Regions from separate parts of the Triticum aestivum genome. Here all the other regions are linked to region 3. Evidence: chromatin contacts called from public Hi-C data. All regions are on one chromosome and are shown on one strand. The core of a region is the stretch at or near the end of the contact, and the rest is flanking DNA. Distances in the headings are between cores, read along the strand shown.

The links. A called contact is a pair of places that touch in the nucleus more often than the background predicts.
Region 1: a contact with region 3 is called in a Hi-C map of leaf, with 2.9 times the contacts expected there. The contact joins the promoter of LOC123087872 here to the promoter of LOC123087871 in region 3. A contact is called at or near these places in 2 of 5 Hi-C or Micro-C datasets (both in leaf).
Region 2: a contact with region 3 is called in a Hi-C map of leaf, with 6 times the contacts expected there. The contact joins the promoter of LOC123087873 here to the promoter of LOC123087871 in region 3. A contact is called at or near these places in 2 of 5 Hi-C or Micro-C datasets (leaf and root).

The regions. Positions count from the first base shown.
Region 1 is chr4A:650,501,457-650,505,146 of IWGSC CS RefSeq v2.1, forward strand. It overlaps LOC123087872 (kinesin-like protein KIN-UB), which reads right to left and starts at 1,589. Exons shown (of 19, transcript XM_044509994.1): 1 at 1,282-1,589; 2 at 145-245; 3 at 1-59. The coding sequence starts at 1,474.
Region 2 is chr4A:650,583,213-650,586,798 of IWGSC CS RefSeq v2.1, forward strand. It overlaps LOC123087873 (transcription initiation factor TFIID subunit 14b), which reads left to right and starts at 1,442. Exons shown (of 7, transcript XM_044509995.1): 1 at 1,442-1,748; 2 at 3,127-3,209; 3 at 3,354-3,575. The coding sequence starts at 1,551.
Region 3 is chr4A:649,903,194-649,907,093 of IWGSC CS RefSeq v2.1, forward strand. LOC123087871 (ATP-dependent Clp protease proteolytic subunit-related protein 2, chloroplastic) reads left to right here and starts at 1,701. Exons shown (of 9, transcript XM_044509993.1): 1 at 1,701-1,909; 2 at 2,011-2,057; 3 at 2,153-2,225; 4 at 2,738-2,858; 5 at 2,932-3,069. The coding sequence starts at 1,719.

The sequences.
Region 1 (3,690 bases), core at 339-2,838, 600 kb after region 3:
TCATCGAATTCAAATGTGTCGGACTCCCAATTGTTTTTACGAAGCTTTAGTCTTTTGAGCTACACATCAAACGTTAATCCAGTGAGTCCATGGGAAACTTAAATGAATCATATTTCACACAGTGTGCTAAGCAGGAGGTCAAACCTCTGGCTGGAGTTCAACACAGTCGGCAAAATCAGCATCTGCCGCCTGCTCTTCTGCGTTCCGAGGCCTTAGCCTTACAGCAACTCTAACTCTGCTTGAAACTGCAGAAAAAATGGGGGAGGCAAAATTCATTTGGTTAAACAGATGCAGCAGGTGAATCGACATTTCCACGCACACATGCAAATTTGCTTATGAATTTGGAATGATCATGTCAGGCAGAATTGAAGCGAAGCGTGTGCAACCAAAATAATCTAGCGAAAGAAGGCATTTTATCTCATAATATCAACAGGAGAACAGCGTACACCATTTTCAGCAAGTAATTCTTCTGGAATGCAAAAGGCAAATGCAAAACTAATCACCACAAAAAGCAGCGATCTCTCTGCAATCGTAGCACACTTCCCAGCCATGGTAAGTGGATTGTCTACTTTGACGGTTTGACTGCGGTACACAATCTAGTAAGAGAGCTGAGGAACATAAAAGCAAAATTATGGAAGCGCATCTACCAAGCGGGACTCTTCGGTACAACCCGCAGTTACTGAAAGATTGGAAGGGTGGGTGGCGGCTGGGTGCAGTGCCATCATGAGCGGTGCACGAGGCAGCTCGAGGACGAACACCAATGGTCCTAGCTCAACTAAGACCGCATCAGCAATGTCCTCCCGTCGAGGAAACAGCATATTCTAAAATGGGAAGAAAAAATGGGGCAGCACGGCATCCGCTATTGATTTTTTCGCATGATACGATCCAAGGATACTGTGATGCATTCACCAAACGCATCGCGGCCATTTTGTTCTCTCTACAGTTTCTAGACGACGGTGCAGGCGTTGTGCAGCTGCGTCACACTCCATCATCCAGGCAAAGCTCGCGGCGGCGTTACTGAAGGAAGGAGCAGACCCGAAATCCGGAGAGATTCATTCACCATCCCGATCGCACCACCCAAGCAGACACACTCGGCTGTGCCGGCGAACCAAAACCAGCAAAGCTTGAGGAGACGAGGCGGCAGATTCATCCAAACCGCGGGGACCCAGAGAAATGCGGATCAGACCGGACGGCAAACCCCCAAAAAAACCTCTCGCGGGTAGGGTAACAGCGAATCCAAATCGGGATCCGGCTCTAGAGCGGCGGGGCGGGCGGACCTACCTCCGGATTCGGACGAGTTGCGGCCGCCCGCGGCGGGGAGCGGGCCGGAGCTGGTGCGGCGGTACGCGCCGCCAGCCGCGGAGAGGCGGGGCTTCCCGGCGGGCGCCTTGGGCGTGGCGGTGGAGCCCTGCTGCCTGTCCATCTTGCCGCCCGCCCTGGACCCCAGCCCGCCATTCCTGGCGCCGCTCGCCATTATAGACAGGCGCGGCGGCGGCGGCGTCCGTGACAGGGATCACGGGGAGAGGGTGAGCCGAGAGGGGAGAAGGGGGAGCACGGGGTCGGAGGCTGGGGAATAAATGCGGTGAGGGGAGGGGAGGGGAGGGCGCGGGGCCCGCCGGAGGGAGGGAGGGAGGGAGGGGGTGGAGGGCCGGCGACGAGGAGGGAGGGGGGGGAGGCTGGCTGCTAGAGTGCTGCTGCTGTGCTGGGTTGGTGGGCGGAGCCGAGCCGAGCCGCTGCACAAGAGCAAGCGAGCAGGGTCATCGTGTAGCGGGCCGTATCTCTGGTTCCTGCGGCTGGTCTGGGCCCACTCGCAGAGCCCTTTTTCGGCGGGCCATGGAGACCGCTGGCCCCACCGGGCAGCGATGGACTTGTTTACGCGTAGTCCTGTGTAGAGGGCGTTTGAACCCGGCTGCCTCGCACTCTGCTTCTCTTTTTCTTCGCTTCTAATGATGCTCCCAGGATGCCTAAAAATCGTCCCCTCGGAGCGAGCTGGCGATACATTCAGCGTTGGGGCCGGTTTTTGCGCCCGATCGTCGGCCCCAGCTCGCCCCCAGGGCGCCGATGTTGGCCCACTTTTTAGCCTCATTTCGGCAAAAAAGGCCCATATGGACGAGAATAGGCCCATATTCGGCGTGGTTCGCCGTGGCTCGGCGTTCAATTGTCAGCATAAATATTTTTTTATCACATATTTCATCACAAAAAAATAAAATATTTCAACAAAATAGTACAACAACAAATAGTTCAATACAAATTATATAGTTCAACAAATAAAAACTCATATTTCATCACACGTCGCGCCCGGCGTCGCCCTTGATCCTCCATAGGTGCTCTATCAGATCTTGCTGCAGTTGATGATGCACCTGTGGGTCTCGGATCTCCTGACGCATACTGAGGTAGGCAGTCCAGGTTGATGGTAGCTGGTGATCAACTTGGGCAAGAGGACCCTGCCTGTGGTATGGTTCAGTGTCAAACAATGGCTCTTCCTGCTCGCTCTCAATGATCATGTTGTGCAAGATGACACAGCAGGTCATGATCTCCCACATTTGATCTTTCGACCAGGTCTGAGCGGGGTACCGGGCAACAGTAAATCGAGATTGGAGCACACCAAATGCCCGCTCGACATCCTTCCTGCAAGCCTCCTGAATCTTCGCAAACCAGGCATTCTTGCCTCCTGACACAGGGTTTTTGATGGTCTTCACAAATGTCGACCATCTCGGATAGATGCCATCAGCTAGATAGTACCCCTTGTTGTAGTGCCTCCCATTGATCTCGAAGTTCACCGGAAGAGAATGACCTTCAACAAGCTTGGCAAAGACAGGAGAGCACTGCAGCACGTTGATGTCATTGTGAGTTCATGGCATACCAAAGAAGGAGTGCCAAATCCAGAGGTCATGTGTGGCCACGGCCTCAAGTACCACACTGCAACCGCCTTTGGCGCCTTTGTACATCCCCTACCAAGCAAATGGGCAATTCTTCAATTTTCAATGCATACAGTCGATGCTTCCAAGCATCCCAGGAAATCCTCTTGCTGCATTCTGTGCTAGGATCCGAGCAGTGTCTTCCGCATTGGGTGTTCTCAAGTATTGCGGTCCAAACACTGCCACCACTGCCCGACAAAACTTGTAGAAACACTCTATGCTAGTGGACTCGGCCATGCGCCCATAGTCGTCCTGTGAGTCACCGGGAGCTCCATATGCAAGCATCCTCATCGTTGTCGTGCATTTCTGGATCGAGGTGAATCCAAGTTTGCCGGTGCAATCCATCTTGCATTTGAAGTAGTTGTCGAACTCCCGGATGGAATTCACAATCCTGAGGAAAAGTTTTCTCCTCATCCGATAACGGCGCCGAAATGTTCTGTCGCCGTGAAGTGGAGCATCGGCGAAGTAGTCGGCGTAGAGCATGCAGTAGCCTTCGAGACGATGCCGGTTCTTTGCTTTCACCCGCCCCGGCGCCGAGCCACCTCGCCGCGGCTTTTCATTGCTCGCCGGCAGCTGGGTGAGGGCGGCGAGCACCATGAGATGCTCTTCTCCCTGGACGTCGGCCTCGGCTTCCTTCTCCAGCAGCGCCGCGAGCACTTCCTCATCATCCGAGTCCATCACCGAGGCAGGCAAATCGCCGAACACCTTGCGCCTGGTGGGCGGGCATCCGCCGGTAAACTGCCCCTCCGACGGCCGGAAATGGCGGCCGGAA
Region 2 (3,586 bases), core at 192-2,691, 680 kb after region 3:
GAAAAATCGTCGCTCTTGTTTAACGATTTCATCTCCTTCTTCTTTGTTAAGAGTTCTCATGTGCAAGTATCCATTAGTTTAACACTGTGGCAGAGCAGCAGCCATCGGTCGCTGTCTGTCTCAAGTTATATATTGTACTGTATCCAGCAGCAAGCAGCCAGCGGCAGAGGCGCGGATTATTCCTTTTCTCCTTGGATCCTTCCCGCGGGTCCGTCCGTTGCTCGATGCGTGATTTCAGTTAGCAGAGGGCGGGATTGGCCCGATCTGGCATGTTCTACTTGGACCGGGGCTCCATGGATCCACAGATGCAGTGGGAAGAAGAGCATTGCACAATGGACATGTACGCGCGCTCCGCTAGCTAGCTGCTGGAGATCGATGGATCGATCAATTGACCGGGAAGGATCCACCACGTGGCCTGGCCCATGGGATCGAGATGGCAATCCATATCTCCAACCAGAACGAGCGATGATTTTGGCAGAAATGATGAGCAACGCTTGCTTGCCCACACGCCCGGTCAGGCGGATCCGGGAAAAGGTCCTTCATATGCAAGATCCGGAACCTCATACACCTGTATACTATCAAGATAGATCCACTTTGTGGACCGTGGAGGTTCCGATGTTGAGGTTACCGACACACACGTGGTCGCAGAAAAGGTGATGACTGTGCGTGAGAAGGTCGATGAGATTCTCTTTTAGGTTGAGCTTCACAGCTTGCTCGCACGTTTGGAGAGGGTTAGCCCTGGATCTGGAAAGAAGATTGTGGAGGAGGCCCTCAGAAGCCAAACAAAGAAGTGTGACGCCACGGGAAAGGCGCCCGCAGCTGCTTGATGATTCCTTGGATTCTCGTGGTGCGTGTGGTCTTCAGCGGATTCTCTCGCCGGGGATTTCTTTTGCGGTGTAGCAGTGGGTTGGTGGTCGTTGCGTGTTGTGGGGATTGGTGGGTGTTGCTGATCATGCAAGAAGGTTCATAGGGGTTAATGTATGTGCGCATGTGCGTTTGTGCTATGACATAAAGAAAGAAAATAGAGAAGCCTGAGGATCGGTGCTATTATTACAAAAGAAAAACAAACAGAAATGAACTTTTTCCTTAGGAAACAGAAGTAACCTATATTGTGTTTCGGTGCAATATTTTTGAGGCAATGTGTTTCAGTGCATTTGCCTGCCCTATTTTTTCAAAAAAAAATTGAGCAACGGCCCTATTTTTTCAGAGACAGAGCTAATGCTTACTGGGCCTATAGGCTATAAATGATACACCAAAGCCCAGTCGAGCGAGGCAACTCACTCTATGCACCGGGCCCGTGCGAACTAATGTGTACTGCCCATTTCGCAGCCCAACACGCCACGTACGATCCCTAGGATCGTCTCAAAAAAAAAAACCGTACGATCCTAGGTTCTTTTTTTCTCCAGAACGCCCAGCGTGCCGAACCCAACTCGACCAGACCGACCGACCGACCGATCCGAACCAAACCAAACCACCTTCTCGTCGTGTCCATCCCCACCGCCGCGGCGGACTGACGGACCCGAGCTCCACCCCCAAACCCTCGCCGGCCGATGGAGCAGCCGCCGTCCTCGCCGCCGCCCCCCGCGGCGGCCACGGCCACGGCTGCGCCTACTCCCGCTCCCGCTTCCGCTCCCATTATCCTATCGGACTCGCCTCCTGCGGCCGCGGCGGGGGAGCCCGCGCTGACCGCCGCGCAGAAGGCGCTCCGCTCCAAGCCGGCGCGCGTCCCCGAGGACACCGACAAGAAGGTTCCCCTCCCTCGCCGACCTCGTCTATTCGATACGCGGTAGCTTCTGTACGGCGTGCTTGCCCCGCATTGGGGGCTGGGGAGCTAGGGTTTTGAGGGGCGTGTTCTGTGCCAGTAAGTAGCTAGGCCAAGTTGGATCTAGCGCATTACGCTGCATCATCGATAAGTAGTGTTCTCCAAAATTGAATGGGTGCTAGAATGCTCATTGTTGCGCTTGAAAATTGAATTGAACTGCTTGCGCGAAGTTGCATCGAGTTGTGCCGCCTGATAGTTTGATAGCTGAGCTTTGCCGTTACATGAAGTGATGGCAAATGTGTGCAAATGGACTTGTATTTGGAACGTTCGATATGTTCTGCTCTGTGCTTGTAATTGAGTTGATGAGTAATATGGCTTATGAGAGGCAGAATTGACCAGAGCGTGCAGGCCTACTTGATCCAAAGACATTAGGCATCCGTCAGTAATAAACTGCAAAATGAATGATGCTAGGATGTTTGCTACTGCAATTGAGAAACGACCAGAACGGGATCCAACATAAAGTTCTATTTAACTGCTGCGCTAAGTTTCGGGCTGTGTAATCTGATAGTGTGTTTGATAAATGTGTGCCGTTTTCTTAACCGGGCTGTCATGTAGGTTTGTTCTGCTCATTCTCATGATTTAAGTTGATGAGGGTTGAGAGAATGGGCCGGAATATTTAGGCATTTAACCAAGTGAGTGCCTTTTGTTTGGCAGAGGATCCTTCTTGTCATGCTAGTTGCTAGTATGTCTTTGCGTAGAACAACATCTTAGCCTCCAATATAAAGGTTACCTGCTTCCTAGGCATGAAGAGTGTGTTAAGAACTAAGCATTTACCGGGGCACATCTTACAGTTATGCAAAGGCTCCTCTATGATGTTTGATGGTTCACACGATAGGATTCAATTTTGGCACATTTCATCCGTTGTGGTTTTCATAGTTAAATGCTAGACCTTATTGTCCTTCAAGCTGTAATGACTTTCTGATTAACTCTTAGCAAGACCACTTCAAAAAGCTCTAGAATAGTTTGGCATGTCACTGAGCGAGTAACTTGTGTTTGGTAAAGAATTCTTGTGTCATGCTAATTGCTACCATCTCCTTGCATAGAACAACGGCAGATTATCCTACAGTATGGTGTCCTAATACAAAATATCACCTTATTCCTATGCATGAAAAGCAGGGCAAGAACTAAGCATTCGTTAAAGTGCATCTTCCAGTTTTCTAGAGACTCAAGTATGATGTTTGATTAATCACACAATATGATTGGATGTTGCACATTTCATCCATCGTTATTTTGATGATTAGACATTATTGATATGTAATCTATAATGATTTTCTGATTAACCATTGCCAAAATCCCTTGAACAGAATAAGAAGCTCAAGGATGTGGAAATCAGTTTTCCAATTGTCTATGGGACGATTTCATTTTGGCTTGGCAAAAAAGCAAGCGAGTAAGCATTTGCTTAACAGAAACTTATTTTTGTTAATTTCTTGAATCAAAATTTTACAACTTCAAACTGTAAATACAGTGTCATATTTTTATGTTCTTACCTGTAGCGAAAATTATCTGAAGAAAAACTGTTTTTCCCTTCTAGGTACAACTCTCACAAATGGACCGTGTACATCCGTTCTGCAACAAATGAGGATTTGAGTGTCATAGTTAAGCGTGTAGTGTTTCAGCTTCACCCAAGTTTCACTAATCCAACAAGAGTTGTAGAGCAACCACCTTTTGAGTTGTCCGAATCTGGATGGGGAGAGTTTGAGATTGCAATAACACTTTATTTTCACAGTGATGTCTGTGAGAAGCGTTTGGACTTGTAAGTGCTGA
Region 3 (3,900 bases), core at 451-2,950:
ATGGCATGCCACATCAGCGGGGCATACGTGCGTAGACAGCTGAATAGACTGTATTTGCACCTAAATACAAGTTACATGACCAGAAATCCGTGTTTTTTAAAGTTTTAGCACCAAACTGCACATCCAACGCAAGTTTTGTGACTAGCATTGATATTACCTCTTAATTATACGATACCCATAAAAAAATTTTAGATTCATAATACTCGATCCAACACAAAGAACCTCAAATTCAGGTTCAGATTCATGATACTCAAAGATTTCTACCGAAGAAATAAGGACAAAAACATGCATCAACCTCTATGCATAGATTACCCCGATGTCACCTCGGGAATTCGCGAGTTGAGTGCCAAAACATATATCAAGTGAATCAATATAATACCTCATTGTCACCACGGGTATTCATATGCAAGGCATATATCAAGTGCTCTCAAATCCATAAAAATATTCAATCTCATAAAACAAAATCTCAAAGGAGATCGTGCCATCAAGAACACGAGAGAGAGATTAAACACATAACTACTGTTACAACCCCTCAGCCCCGAGGGTGGACTACTCCCTCCTCATCATGGTGGCCATATGGATGATGAAGATGGCCACCGGTGATGATTTCTCCCTCCAGCGGAGTGCCAAAACGGGGTCTAGATTGATTTTTCGTGGCTACAGACGTTTGCGGCAAAGAACTTCTCGTCTATCCACTCCCTAGGATTTTTGGAATATTTGAAAATTTATAGGGCGAAGAGGCGGTGCGGGAGACCACCGAGGTTGGCACAACCCACCAGGACGCGCCTGGCCCCCCAGGCGCGCCCAGGTGGGTTGTGGCCCTCTCGGGGCACCCCTCTGGTACTTCTTTGGCCCAAGTTGTGTCTTCTGGTCCAGAAAATTCTCTAAATAGTTTCGATGTGTTTGGACTCCGTTTGGTATTGATTTTCTATATGTAAAAAACAAGCAAAAAATAGCAACTGACACTGGGCACTATGTCATTAGAATATTCCTAAAAAATGATATAAAGTTGCTATAAAATGATTGTAAAACATATAAGAATAATAATATAACAACATGAATACTTCATAAATTATAGATACATTAGAGACGTATCAAACCGCGCCGCGCGCGCCCCGCCCCGCCCGCTGCGCGCTCGGCCGCGCACACACCCTACTCCTGCCGCCCCCCGCCTGCGTGGTGAGAGCTACAAAGGCGGAGGAGGATCCATGCAGTAGTAGCAGCAGCCTGCCGGCGACAGAGTCGGCGAGGAGGGGTAGCTTCAGCAGCAACAGCCCGCCGGCGGCGGAGTTGGCGAGGAGGGCCAGCTCCAACATCAGTAGATCAAGTGGCGGCGCGCTATGGGACGACTGGTGGAGCGCGACGGCCGTGGCGATTTTGGGCCGCACGGCGGCCCCAACGCGCTACGAGACGACTGGCAGAGGACAGCGGCGGGTGGTGGTGGCGAGCGCGGCGGTGGGCGGCAACCGCGAGGAGCTTGGAGCGCTCCGTGCATTTTATTGTAGTCACCGATATGTGGTCCATGGGCAGATGTTTCGTCCGTTTCAGACGCATTTGCTCCGCGTTTGGAGTCGGGCCGGACAGAAACGAACCTCTGAGGGCATCTTTGTCCGTTTAGGTACGCCCGTTGGGCCCTGTTTCGCCCCAAAGGGATGTCCGCGGATGATTTGAGGTCGCGAGGTGGAGTTGGCCTTAGATGCCATGAGAGCTATAAAAATATGTGTTTGATCGGGAGGCGCACGAATCTTGGCGCACATCTACCCTCTTCCTCCCTCTGTTATCCATTCCGCCACTGTTCACTCCCGAGCCACTCCGCAGCCCCTGCTCCAATGGCGCTGTGCCGGACGGCGCCCGCCAACTCCTCCTGCTTCCACCCCCGCGCCGTCGCCAGCTCGCCCTCCTCTCTCAGGTCAGCCTCCTCCTCCGTCTCCCCCTCGTACGCCCCCCTCCTGAAACCCTGGCTGACCCTCCCCAATCTTCTCGCCTCCGCCTCTGTTTCCCCTTTCGCAGCGTGGGCACCAAGGTCTTCGTCGGGTTGAAGGCCCAGACCAGGCTCGGTGAGCACGAAAACCGAACCAAATCGTTCCAATTTACTCTGGGGTTCGTTGTTCCGGTGGCTGATTTCGGTTTTGGTGGCTGGATTGCTGAGCAGGCTCGTCCGAGTCGTCGTGCCCGAATGTCAACGCCCGGTTCTACACCGCCGTCAACCGGAGGGTCTCTCTAGGGTATGCACACGCACGCCCATCCGTATGCGTAGCCTCTGTTTTGCTCGTTGTATTGATATAATATGTGGTGTGGTGCTGCACATTCGTCAGGTGTTTGTTCAGTCCCCATTTCGGGTGGTAGTTGACTAGTTTTGCATTCTGTGCTTGTTCATGTAATTGTCGCTGTCTGCGTATGAATTGACGGATGATTTTGAGTTTTGATGATTGCATCGAGTGCATCAGTGGTCTCTATATAGTATTTCGATGGATGGGGAATATTTAGAAGATGTTCATTTCGTAAATGAAATTGTTTGTGCACAAATCAAGTTGGGAGCTTGTGTCGGTACATCAACTATCAATGAGATACCCCTAAAAAAACTATCAATGAGATGCCTCATTTGTTATTGTTCTATCTATAATCCACAGATTTGATACATTTATAGTAGCCAGTTATATCTGTAAATTTTGCTGTGGTTTGCTGGACACATTTGTTCCCTTAAGTATCACAGTCTACTAATATTTATACTTATTAGGTTGTCAAACAAGAGGGCTACCAGGGCACGTATTTCCATGATGCCTGTCGGCACCCCACGGGTACCGTACAGAACACCTGGTGAAGGAACCTGGCAGTGGCTTGACATATGGAATGCTTTAGTAAGACCTCGCAATACCTAATAAAATGACTAATCCGTTGCACCGACTCCTAATTTTTATTTGCTGTATACAGTATCGTGAACGGATTATCTTCATTGGGGACACTATTGATGAAGAATTCAGTAACCAAGTACTGGCAAGCATGCTGTATCTTGACAGTGTTGATGACACAAAGAAGATTCTTCTATACATCAATGGTCCAGGAGGAGATGTAAGAACTCGGCAACACTACCCTTTTGTTCTTGTTGGTTGGCCTTCTTTTATGTCACTTTTTTTGGGGTCATGTTCTTGTGTCCTGTAGGTTGACCTTCTAAAGAATTCGAAACCAAGTTGATGTCCCCATAGTTTATATCTTGAAAAAGAAAAACTGGGTTGAACTGATCGGATCTAAGGGGCTGCCATTGCTATTCTGTAGTTTAGTAAGTGAGTGATTGCCTGAACTTTAGTATCTTGTGCTGAGTTATGTATGCTGTCCTACTTTTGTGGGACAAAATCACAAAACCAGTGCAAAAACTTTTATAGCTATGAAATGGAAAACTCAGGAAAGAGAGGATTTATTCTATTGTGATAGTCTTAGAGGCAAAATTAAGTGATCACAGTATAACATTATTCCAATTGTAGTAGCTCTAATTATTTGGAAAGCTCACTGGAAATTGAAGTTATCTACAGATCGGTGTGGGCATGCATCATTTTAACAATGGCGAGTACATTTGATATGGTAAAACTGGGATGTCCCAATAGTTTATCTTAAAAGGACAAAACTGGGATGAACTAAGTGGATCTGACGGGCTGCCAATGCTACTCTGTAGTTTAGTAAGGGATTTTCTGAACTTTAGTATTTTATTCTGAGTTGGGTATGCTGTCCTGCTCTTATGGGACAAAACTATTGCAGAAACTTGTATCGCTATGAAATGGAAATACTCATTCTGGAAAGAGAGAATCTCTATTGTGATAATCTTGGGAGGCAAGATTAAGCGATGTCAGCATAACAAATATTCCAAATGTAGTAGTTCTAATTGGTTGGAAAGCTCACTGGGAATTT